Regions from separate parts of the Mus musculus genome. Here regions 2 and 3 are each linked to region 1. The links are chromatin contacts, called in public HiChIP or PLAC-seq and promoter capture Hi-C maps. All regions are on one chromosome and are shown on one strand. Each heading gives the region's core, a stretch centred on a gene start, on an enhancer-like site or on the middle of the called end of the contact. The rest is flanking DNA. Distances are from core to core; before and after follow the strand shown. Region 1 holds the start of 1700012A03Rik (RIKEN cDNA 1700012A03 gene). Region 2 has its middle 45 kb from the start of Gm32007. Region 3 holds the start of Plxna4 (plexin A4).

The links. Promoter capture Hi-C pulls out the DNA fragments that hold promoters and counts their contacts. HiChIP or PLAC-seq counts read pairs in DNA pulled down with a chosen protein or histone mark.
Region 2: a contact with region 1 is called in a promoter capture Hi-C map of hippocampal neurons, with 2.0 times the contacts expected there. The contact joins the enhancer-like site here to the promoter of 1700012A03Rik in region 1. A contact is called at or near these places in 5 of 39 promoter capture datasets (hippocampal neurons, liver, maxillary cranial neural crest and 1 more) and 1 of 9 other capture datasets (adipose tissue).
Region 3: a contact with region 1 is called in an H3K4me3 HiChIP or PLAC-seq map of embryonic forebrain, with 5 times the contacts expected there. The contact joins the promoter of Plxna4 here to the promoter of 1700012A03Rik in region 1. A contact is called at or near these places in 12 of 39 promoter capture datasets (the 3T3-L1 cell line, the C10 cell line, HPC-7-derived erythroid cells and 7 more), 1 of 484 Hi-C or Micro-C datasets (cortical neurons), 4 of 115 datasets of contacts at active chromatin or transcription factors (embryonic forebrain, embryonic hindbrain, forebrain and 1 more) and 1 of 9 other capture datasets (adipose tissue).

What each region holds. Positions count from the first base shown.
Region 1 is chr6:32,048,731-32,052,101 of GRCm38.p6, forward strand. 1700012A03Rik (RIKEN cDNA 1700012A03 gene) reads left to right here and starts at 1,558. Exons shown (of 3, transcript NM_029587.3): 1 at 1,558-1,641; 2 at 2,603-3,000. The coding sequence starts at 2,905.
Region 2 is chr6:32,701,007-32,704,377 of GRCm38.p6, forward strand. No RefSeq gene overlaps it. Among named protein-coding and RNA genes, the nearest start is that of Gm32007, 45 kb to the left of the region's middle. Within about 2 kb of position 1,530, at least 16 of the 459 cell types and tissues checked have an H3K27ac peak or open chromatin away from gene starts, as enhancers often do. A contact at or near this core is called in hippocampal neurons, where this site is marked.
Region 3 is chr6:32,586,395-32,589,765 of GRCm38.p6, forward strand. Plxna4 (plexin A4) reads right to left here and starts at 1,798. Exons shown (of 32, transcript NM_175750.3): 1 at 910-1,798.

The DNA.
Region 1 (3,371 bases), core at 308-2,807:
ACCCTGGCTAGGGAGTACTCTGCTTTGGGCAAACAGTACACATGTGGCTCATGGCATGTGGCTGGTTTATTGTAGCTTGCTTGAGAAGCAGAAGTGTGTGTTTGAGAACTTTATTAGCAAAGGCAGGGAAGAGGGGAAGCCACATAGAGGCAGACGCTGCCTTCCTGGAGTAGGTAGGTGGCTGATCATCGTGGCTATGCAGATAAAGCCAGAAACACCTGCCTAGAAGGGCCCACTTGAAAGCTTAACTCTACTGAGTCTCATGAAAAGAAATGGTCCTGTGTGAGCTGGGTGTTAAGTTACAGGTGGTATGAACAGGCATATTGCTCTTCTGGAAAACTGAGGCTGACTGGCAATAATTGCAAAAGGATGTTTATGTACTGAGAATGAAGAGTCTCATATTGGGTCAGCTGAGGCCAGAGTCCAAATTTAACTCTTTCTAGACACCCCAGAGTGGGAGGTGGTCTGGAGTTAGTTTGTTGGCTATGGCTATGGTTGATGTTGGCTGACTAATTGTGCACATGTGTGTGAGTGTGTATGTGTGTGTGTGTGTTTTGATGGTGTTGTTCTAATGGGAGGGGTTGCTAGGGATGCTAGTTTCGCTCCTTCCCCCACCCCCCTTCTTCATCTTCTGTCAACCCATTCACACCTTTGCAAGACAGATGGGGAAAGACTGCTTCTGTGGAGTATGGGATTTAACACCTGGCTCCCTGGACTTGGGGCCAGGGAGGGGTCTGGTGTATATGTGTCAGGAGCTGTTGGAGAGGCTCCAGAGCATCTGCCTAGGGACACAGTGGACAAAAATCTGGAGATGTCTCTACTGGAGGCTGAGGAGATGAGGAGAGCATCATACTGTCTTGAGGGCTAAAAAAACCACTCACTCACCCAGGCCACGTGCTAACAAACTGTTGGCAGAGGACTAGAGAAAGATATTTTCAAAAGCAGCAGCAACAAAAGTTGCAAAGGACTCCATCAGGACTGCAGACCCCTCTCTGCATCTCATTAGCGCCTGGAGGTAGGAGAAGAGATTCTGGCTGGAGCTGCCTGGAACTGCCTGTACCCAAGGGGTCTGAAAACCAATGCAAAAACCCAGAGTTGGGCTGGGGACAAGCAGGGGCTGCTCAGAGCTTGAAAAAGGCCTCTCGGATGCTGTTTGTTGGTCTGTTCCCTGTGTGCAAGTTTCCATCAGACTCCCTTGCACTTAGAATGCTAGCACTCTGGAAGTTGAGGAGGTAAGATTGCTATCTATACATTATGGCCATACAGGGAGTTCCAGAAAAGACAAAGAGAACTACAGAGGGAGGCCCATCTCAAGTCAGCAAAACCAACAAACAGCAATAAAAACGTATTAGATAACTAAATCCTTTTGTGTGGGGCATTTTTGTTGTTTGTTTCTATTTCTTCAAACGGTCACAACTTTCTCATACATTTGAAATGCAAGCCTTAGCAACAATCTCCATGAAGATGAATTGCCCTGTCTTCAGTCAACTCTTGATGTCATAGCACAGATGTGTCAGTTGGCTGATGGTGACTCTAAGCACATAGAGATTTCTCCCCACCCTGAGCCTGCCACTCACCGCTGAAGTACAGACCCTCCTTTACAGCTAGAGGATGGGCTCCTCTTTCCTCTCTGGAAACCAGGCAAGAAAATTGACAACAAATTCCCTCAGTTTACCCTGTAGAGTTCTTAACCCTCCTTGCTTGGGGTGTCATGCCCCGACCTTTTAAGGAAACTCATCTTGACCTGGAAGTTGGGATGAGATACGTCAGACTATAAGCATCTCTGTCTGTTGACACAAAAGAGTAGAAGCAGGACCAACAGACACAAACCAATAGAAGCAGGGATCACATCTGACCTCAGGATGAGGGTTTCTGCTACTCTAAATCCTTGGGCACAGGATGCTGATCTCTTTAAATCAAATGGATACATATGCTATGTTCTTACTCTATAAAATGGGAATGGGAAGTGAAGAATGACGGTCACAAAGAGTCTGTGATGGTCCACTGGTTGGAGCTAGGAAAGATTTCTTGCTAAGAACCTCATTCCCGCAGCCAAGGCAACCAGAGAAGCTGACAAACGTGGCTAGATTCCAGGACACTGTGTGCCTTGGATGCAGGGTGAGCTGGGGACCAGCCATCTCACTATAGAAAACAGTTGAGTTTGCAATAAGCTTTGGACATCAGGTCCCCAGAAATGGCAATGAGCTTTTGTGCAGTTATTATGCTACAAGGAACTCTTGCCATTGGTTACCTCAAGTGGGGAGCTATGGTAGGTGGGGTTAAGAAGAGACTTGGGCAAATATTTGGCCAAAGTCCAGGTCAGCTGCAGAGAGACACTGTGAACTCACAACACCTGTGCAGTATGCCCAGCGGTAGGGAGATGGTTTTGTTTTTGCACTAGGTTGCACAGGGCATTGTTTGTAGCATTAGTATTGTAGAACATTGCCTGTGTAGGGCTGGAGTAAGAAAACAAAGCACAGAAAACAAAAACAAAAAGCCTGACTGCCTGGTGTTGTAGCTTGCCCAGTTAGACGAGGACAAAGGAATAATAGCTCATCACCCTCACTCCTACTGTCTGTATCACTTCTGTCCAACTGTATAGGTGGGGACCGACTCACCTGGAGAGATGTTGAAGTAGAACTATGAAAACCAAACCCAAAGCAACTTCCAGGAGACTCCAAAGTAAGCCAAGCATGAGTGATGTGAGTGGTCGGTCAGGTTTACTTATGGCTGTGGAGCCAGGAAGCTTAATTTGAGGTTAGTGAACGAACAGCCAAGTCACCATATTTGAGTGGTCCCAAGAGTAACCTGAGAAGAGAAGCCCACCCTTCATCTTGCTTCACCTCCTGGCTCCTTTGTCACCTGACACTTCGCTTCCTCATTGCTGAACTCTCTGGAAGGACCATGGATACTGACATGAGACGAGCATACACTGTTATTCATTCACGTGTCCATGCCTCCTGGCAAGGGTGCGTTGACCTTCAGGAGCTTTCCACTGAGGTACTTCCTGTTTCCTTTCCTTACTTTATCCTCAACTTCCCTTGTCCCCTCCAGCCTGGGCCCTCACATCAAAACGAGTAACGTAAAATGCATTGAGATATCTTTCTCTTTGACTTCCTCTGGGCAAGAGGCTCTAGAAAATCATGAGAAACAATCTCCCAGACTTTGAAGACAAGGCTTTGGGTCCTGGCTCTGAATGGCCACACAAGTGTCTCTAAGTTTCTGTTTCCTTGTTCATAAAGTAGAGGGGTAAGCCAACAGACGTCTCAGGGTTATTGTGGGATAACTGTAGTAGCATGAAGCATGAGTTAGTATAATCTGTGACACATAGCACGTGCCATGAGAAAGCGGAGTGAGATGCTAAGCAGACT
Region 2 (3,371 bases), core at 280-2,779, 650 kb after region 1:
CTTCTAGACCTGATACAGAAACAGACTCTTGATAAGAACTTGCAATGACCATCACCCCTCTTTATAAACGAAGAGCTTAGGACTCAAACAAATAGAGTAAATTGCCCAAAACCCCCTCTGCTAGAGACTCCACTGCCAATTTCTCTCCACATACTCCCCACAGCTCCTGGGGCCAATTAGTGATTAGGAATTGCTGCCTGTGGGCAGAATGTAGGAGAGGTGGGAGTTTGGACACAAGCTAGTCAGATGGCAGGCTCTAAGTGTTCCCTGTGAGTACATCATGTGTGCTTAGAAATACTTGCCAGTGATCAGATGCACCTATGAAATAACACCTGCAAAAGGAGAACTAGAGGGGGGTCTCATTCACTCACTGGAGGAGTCCCCGGGACAATGGCTTTTATTCCTGTGATCCAGTGTAGCCGCATATTCACAAGCATTAGCCTGATTACTGTGAGGCAGTTCTGAAGATTCTCAGTAGCAAGCCTGGACTTGCTCACAAAGGTTCACCCTGCCAGTTGCAGGAGGGAGAGCACCTTTAACACCGGTCAAGAGTTGACTTGGTCAGAAAATAGCAAAGGTGAGCCTGAGACCTTGGACACTCGTAGGAAGTAGGCTTCTTGATGTCCTACAAACTCACCAGTCACTACATTGCAAGACCCTGCCAGACACAGTACTGTGTGACTGGTGGTATACAGAAATCTTACCTTGCACAAGCAGGTGAGAAGCCTGGAGCACAGAGTACTACCTGTGACAAGAAGTCCAATGTACTGGCTGGTTTTATGTTAACTTGATGCAAGCAAGAGTCACCAGAGGGGAAGGAGCCTCAATTAAGAATATGCCTCCATGAGATATAGCTGCAAGGATTTTTTTCAATTAATGATCAGTGAGGGAGGGCACAGACCATTGTGGGTGATGCCAGCTCTGTGCTAGTGTCCTGGGTTCTATAAGAAAGCAGACTGAGCAAGCCAGGAAAAGCAAGCCAGTAAGTAGCATCCCTCCATGGCCTCAGCATCAGTTCCTACTTCTAGGTTCCTGCCCCGCTTGAGTTGCTGTCCTGACTTCCCTTGGAGATGAACAGCAATGTGGAAGTGTAAGCTGAATAAACCCTTTCCTCCCCAACTTGCTTTTTGGTCATGGTGTTTTATTGCAGCAATAGAAACCCTGACTAAGACACCCAGGCACGTGCGGCTTCCTGCTGTCTGTCTGCTGTCTGCACAGATGCTGTGCTATCTTGCTGAGCCCTCTACCAAGCTAAGCCATTTACACCATCTCAAGATGCTTCCTGCAGACGAGCAAAGCACTGGTAGAAATTCAGAGTTCCAGATCTGGCTGTGAAACCACCAGTAACAAGGCAGTCCTTGACTAATCCTGACTTAGCCAGCGTCTACAGCATGGGTCCACCAAGCCGCACACGCCCCCTCGTCGATGTGACTTTGAAAGCATGAAGCGTCATCGACTGAATAGCACCATCACTGGCTTCCCTACTGTCAGGAAGGAGACTCAAGACAGCCCCATCCAGCAGGCCTCTCACTCCACATTCCAGCTGGCACAGACCTTGGCAGCGATAACCACATATGCCACTTCCTCGGTGCTGCCTGGCTGTGGCCATGGCAGCTCAGGCTGGGAATGCTGGTCCCATCTGGCTACTGCCTGATCACCAGGCGCTTCAGCCAAAAGAAGGGAATGTGAACATGTGAACAAAAAAGCTTCAGCACACTACACAGGAAAAAAAAATCAAGAGCTTTCCTGAAACATGCCCACACATAGGTGTCCCCTAATATCACAAAGTGAAGTGGCCAATACTGTCGAAGACAAGGCCATTGACATAGAGAATGACCTTTGATTGTCCGAGTTGATCCATCCTCATCATCAGAGGCCTTAAAACCGTTCCTAGCTAGATTATGGAGAAGTGACCATAGAAGGGAGGGAGGACATGATGTCATGTTTACAATGAAAATGGAGGAGGGGCCATGAGTCAATGATGGTGATCTCTGGGAGCTAGAAAATAAAAACAAAAAAGCCACCCTTCCTGGAGGCCTCAGAGATGAGCACAGCCCTATCCACATGCTATTCAGTACATGGCGGGACTCATGAGGCCTCTCACTTAAGAACTATATGCTAATAAATCTATGTTGTTTTGAGCCAGGAGTATGTGGCCATTTTCTACAGCAGCTATAGGAGACGAACACACAGGTCAAGAAGATATAATCCAGAACAAAGCTGGAGATTCAAGTGGAAAATGAAAGACCCCAAACTAGACCCTAGACTATTCATTTTATTCTCCTCCTGACTGTAGTCACCATCGAAGGCCTGAGGATAAGTAAAGGGCCAGTGGGAGCAGGGCATGATGGGAGAGGGGTGCGTTGTGTGTGTGAAATGTGCAGAGGATTTCCAATACCTTTCCTACATCTGTCCCCATTCTGAGAATGGAGAACGATCCTCCTCCTGTGCTACAGACTTCCCTCCTGCTGGTAACCACCAAAGGCCATCGATCACAGGGCCCATCCTGGGTGCCTCCACCTCTCTTCAGCAAGAGCCAACAGCCATCCATTCTCAGCTCCTCGTCATCTCTTTAGAGAGATGAACGCCATCGTTAGGAGCCTTTCATTATCGGCGGCTTGCACGCAGCTGATGTTGATTTGATAGAATCCAATTTAGCATCCTTCTCTGGGCTCTGCTCCATAGCCATTTGGGTTTAGCATGTACAGGCAGTTTGATGCTGTCTTGATGGCCTTTTAAGCGGCTGAGAAAATTGCTGGCATGGCAATTTAGTGGCAGGCAGCTCCTGGTGGGTGGGCATGGAGAAATGGGGAAGGAGCAAGAGACCAAGGGGACACTTTGGCCCATATCTGTAAAAGGCAGTTAAGTGATTGGGGTGGGGGAGGGGGTCATACATTAAAGGAGAGAGAGAGAGAGAGAGAGAGAGAGAGAGAGAGAGAGAGAGAGAGAGAGAGATATCAACCCCTTAGAAGGCTTGGTCTAGCTAGACTATGATGTGCCTCCTGGTGGGCCCAGCACTGACCAACCCCCAAACAGGAGCCCATATGAAGGACAGATCACCATTCCCAGCATGATTTCTCGAGGGCAGCTGACAAACGGTTAATCCCCAAATCTCCAAGTATCCAACTTGGGGTAATCACCCATGCACCTGATGTAAATATTCCCACTGCCAATTCTAAGCCACCAACGAGAAGTCAACGATTGCAAGATTGAGGGAAGATGGCCTCCATGCGTTCATTCGGTGGGCTAAGTTGCTAGCTTCACCTCACTGGTTCTGTTGGAGCTGATTCTGAATCTGTGCCCATTTTACAAACTTCTTACAAATTAAGCCTAAGAGAAGTCCTACTCTAGCCACAAATCAATGGCTCGAG
Region 3 (3,371 bases), core at 548-3,047, 540 kb after region 1:
ACATACACACAGAAGGATAAGGAAGTGAGGGGTTGGCCGCAAACATGTGTCCCTTAAGCCCTGTCTCCTTGTTGTCTACCGGTGACTGGCAACATGAATAAGGTCTGATCCTCCTTAAAGGACCGCAGCATCCTCCCTAGACAAGGAACACTCCTCTAGCTTTGATGTTAAAGCCCCTCCCTGACTGAAATCCCGGCGCATTCCGGGGAAGCAGTGCCACGCTTCGGAAAGGCGTGTGTGCTGCCTTTACTGGGGAATCGCAGAGTCTGTTCCATATGCGCCGCCCTACAGAACTGCAGCCCCAGTTGCCTATGTGGCCTCCTCCCAGGCACCGGATCACCAAGATCTCCAGTTCTCTGCCCTTTAAATATCTCTCTGCCTTTCTCCTATTTAAAAGCAAAAAATCTCCGGGTGTCCAAAAAGCTAAGGGGCACAATTGCACTGGGCGGGTCTCATAAGACCTCCCATGACTTCTCCTGTCTTATAAAAACCAGTTAGGAAATGAAAGGAGCTAGAAACAGCAAAATCGTTCCCTCATCCTACCAGGCTGGATAGGAGAGTCAGTCATTTACTGAATCCCACCCTGAAAGTCCTGGGGAAGAGAAGTCTAGGTCCGGAGAGGAGAAGAACACGGGAAATCCCTGCTCCGGCTGCGATGCACCTACGCGGGTGTCCAGGTGGGACGTGGGCAGGTGCGTGAGCGCAGTGTGTGCCTGTGTGTGAGTATGTGTGTGTGCGCGCACGCGATTTGTGTTTTGCGTGTGTGTGTGTGTGTGTGTGTGTGTGTGTGTGTGTGTGCGTGTGTGTGTGTAGTGGGCTGCCTCAGAGCAGGCGAGGACTCCGGGACCGGACTCGCCACCTCCGCCCGCTCTGCCCAGCTGGCCCTGTGCCCGGCCGGCGGCTCCTTACCTGGAAGCGCGGCGTTTCCCTCCTTCAGCCCCAGCGCCGCATTGACACTGCAGATGGTGCCTGTACCGCTGCCTCTCGCCCTCCTCTGAACGTGTGCGTGTGCGCGCGTGTGGCTGCCTCCTCCAGCCCCAGCCCCGAACGCAAATACTCCACCGAGGCACGGGGAAGCCACGAGCAGCAGAGAAAAACGGAGGGGGCCAAATCAGAGCCTGCCGGGCTTGACAGCTCCTCTTGCAGCGTCCAAGGTGGGCGTAATGTCCAACAAAAAGGTCAGGAAATGAAGATCAATTCCAAGCACCCCTAGCTTCCATCCAGCCCCGGAGCCCAAGCAGCGACAGCGGTGGCTCTCAGGGGCTGCGGCGGCGACGCGGGGCTGCCCCCCTTCGTCCCCACCCCCGCGGGCTGAATGTCCTTGATGCCAAGCGGGCACGGCGGCGTCACTCCGCGCCGCCCATGCTAGCCGGGTCGGGCCGCTGCCCGGGCGCGGCGGCGAGTACGTTGGGGACCCGCCGGGGAGCGCTCTCCGATCCTCTGCGCGCCTCCCTGGGCAGTGACGGCCACCCCCTGGCAGCCCGGGGCTGGCTGCGCCGCTGTCGCCCCCAACCCTGGCCGGGGACTAGCCGGGCAGTGCCCAGGGGCCGGGGCTGGGGGGCCTCGGAAGCCGCCGGCAGCTCCCCGGGGAGGCGCGGAGCTGCGGTGGTAGCAGCGACGGCGGCGGCTAGCGCTGCGGCGGCCAAGAGCGCGGCCGTAGTCCAAGCCGAGCCTCCCAGGCGCGTCCCCGGCCCCCCGGGCGGGCTGCTCGCAAAGTTTGCAGGGGGCAGGGAGCGGGGCCGCCGCTGGCTCGGCCGCCGCCGGAGCTCCCGGGCTGCCTGCTGCCGCCGCGGCTCGCTGCTGCTGTGCATTGAAGCCCGGCCAAGCGCTGCAAAAACTCCAGCTGCCTGGCGCTCTCTGGGTCCTCCTCTCCTCCCTCCCGCCCTCCCTGCTTCCCTTCCTCCCTCCCTCTCCTCGCCTCCTCCCCTCCCCGCCGCCCGCGGCCCGCCGCCGCCGCCGCCGCTGCCGCCGCCGCCGCCGCTCCCTCTCTGGCTCGCTAGCTGGCTCGGAGCTCGCGACTGACATCTAGACCAAGGTAGAGCGGCCGGCAGAGGGGGCAGGGGGCGCTTCCCCGCACGCTGCCGCCACTGGCCCGCCTGCTCTTCCCCAGTGTGGACGTTTGCAGACACCCCCTGGGTCTTCTTGGCTTCCTCGAGTCACCCTGGCGGTGGAGACACAGGGCAGAGTGGTGCATATATGGTGCCACCAAGTGCACTTGGATCGGGGCATACTCCCAAGCAGGCATGTGGTGCAGGCGGTCAGAGGCACTTCTGGGTGTTCCTAACAGACACCAGCCAAACATACATCCATTCCTAACCTAGAATCCCTGTCCAGCCCCACCAACCAAGGTAATCCTACACAGAGCACTAGAGGATGCCCAAACCCAAGGTTTCTTCTAGTCCTAGGACAGAAATGAATGGCCAATGCCACAGAGCTTGTTAGGTAACCTGATCTGTCCAGAGGCTGACCTTGCTTCACTGTCTCTGAAGCCCTAGGTCCTGGGCCATGTCCTAAACATAACCCAGACATTGCCAACATCAGAATAGTTTCAGAAGCCCAAAGGAAGAAATCCAGAGGTTGCTTAAATTGAGAGAGCATCTGGCAGGCAGGGAAATAGGTGAGGCTGCACTATCTAGAATATCTCTACAAAGACCCCCTCCAGTTAATGAGCCCAACGACCAAAATAAATAAATAAAAATAAAACAATTTTCAAAAGGATGCCCACCTATTTGTCTACCCAACTCTGCATGCTAAGTTCAAGGAAATGGCTCTGTCAGCCAAGTTCAGTAAGACTAGCCATTCATCAAAGAAAGACCTCTCCAGGAGCTTATGGTTTGGGGTTCCTGACCCACTCTCCCATGACACTTTCTTCAACCTCAGTCACTTCCTGCGCATAACTGTCCCTCCCACCAAAACCTCTCAGAATCTGCTTACTAGGAAAAGGTTGACAGTGGTATAAATTCCTTCCCCTTCTTATAGGGGTAATGTTTTCACAAACATCAAAGTTATACCCTCGGTAGACTTTCGAGGTGACAAGTTGGACAAGCTTCCGGGCAGGTAGCACACTTGGGTCGGGTTGGACTTACCACCCAGGACCTTGTTGAAAGTGCTCCCACCAGAAGGACACAATGAATCAAGTGTAAGCATGAAGAAGCCAGCCAGCCAGACATTTCTCTAGTTACAGGGTGTTCCAGGAGACAGCATGGAGCCCTGTTAGGCTCTGGTTGTCTGCTGAGCATCGCATGGCCCAGAAGACAGCAAGGGTTATCTTATTAGCTCCCTGTAATACATTGATCTGGCTCCTCTCTTCTCTGAAACGCTGGATCCCAGACCCAAGATAAGCACACAATATCAAGTTAGTTTCACAAGCC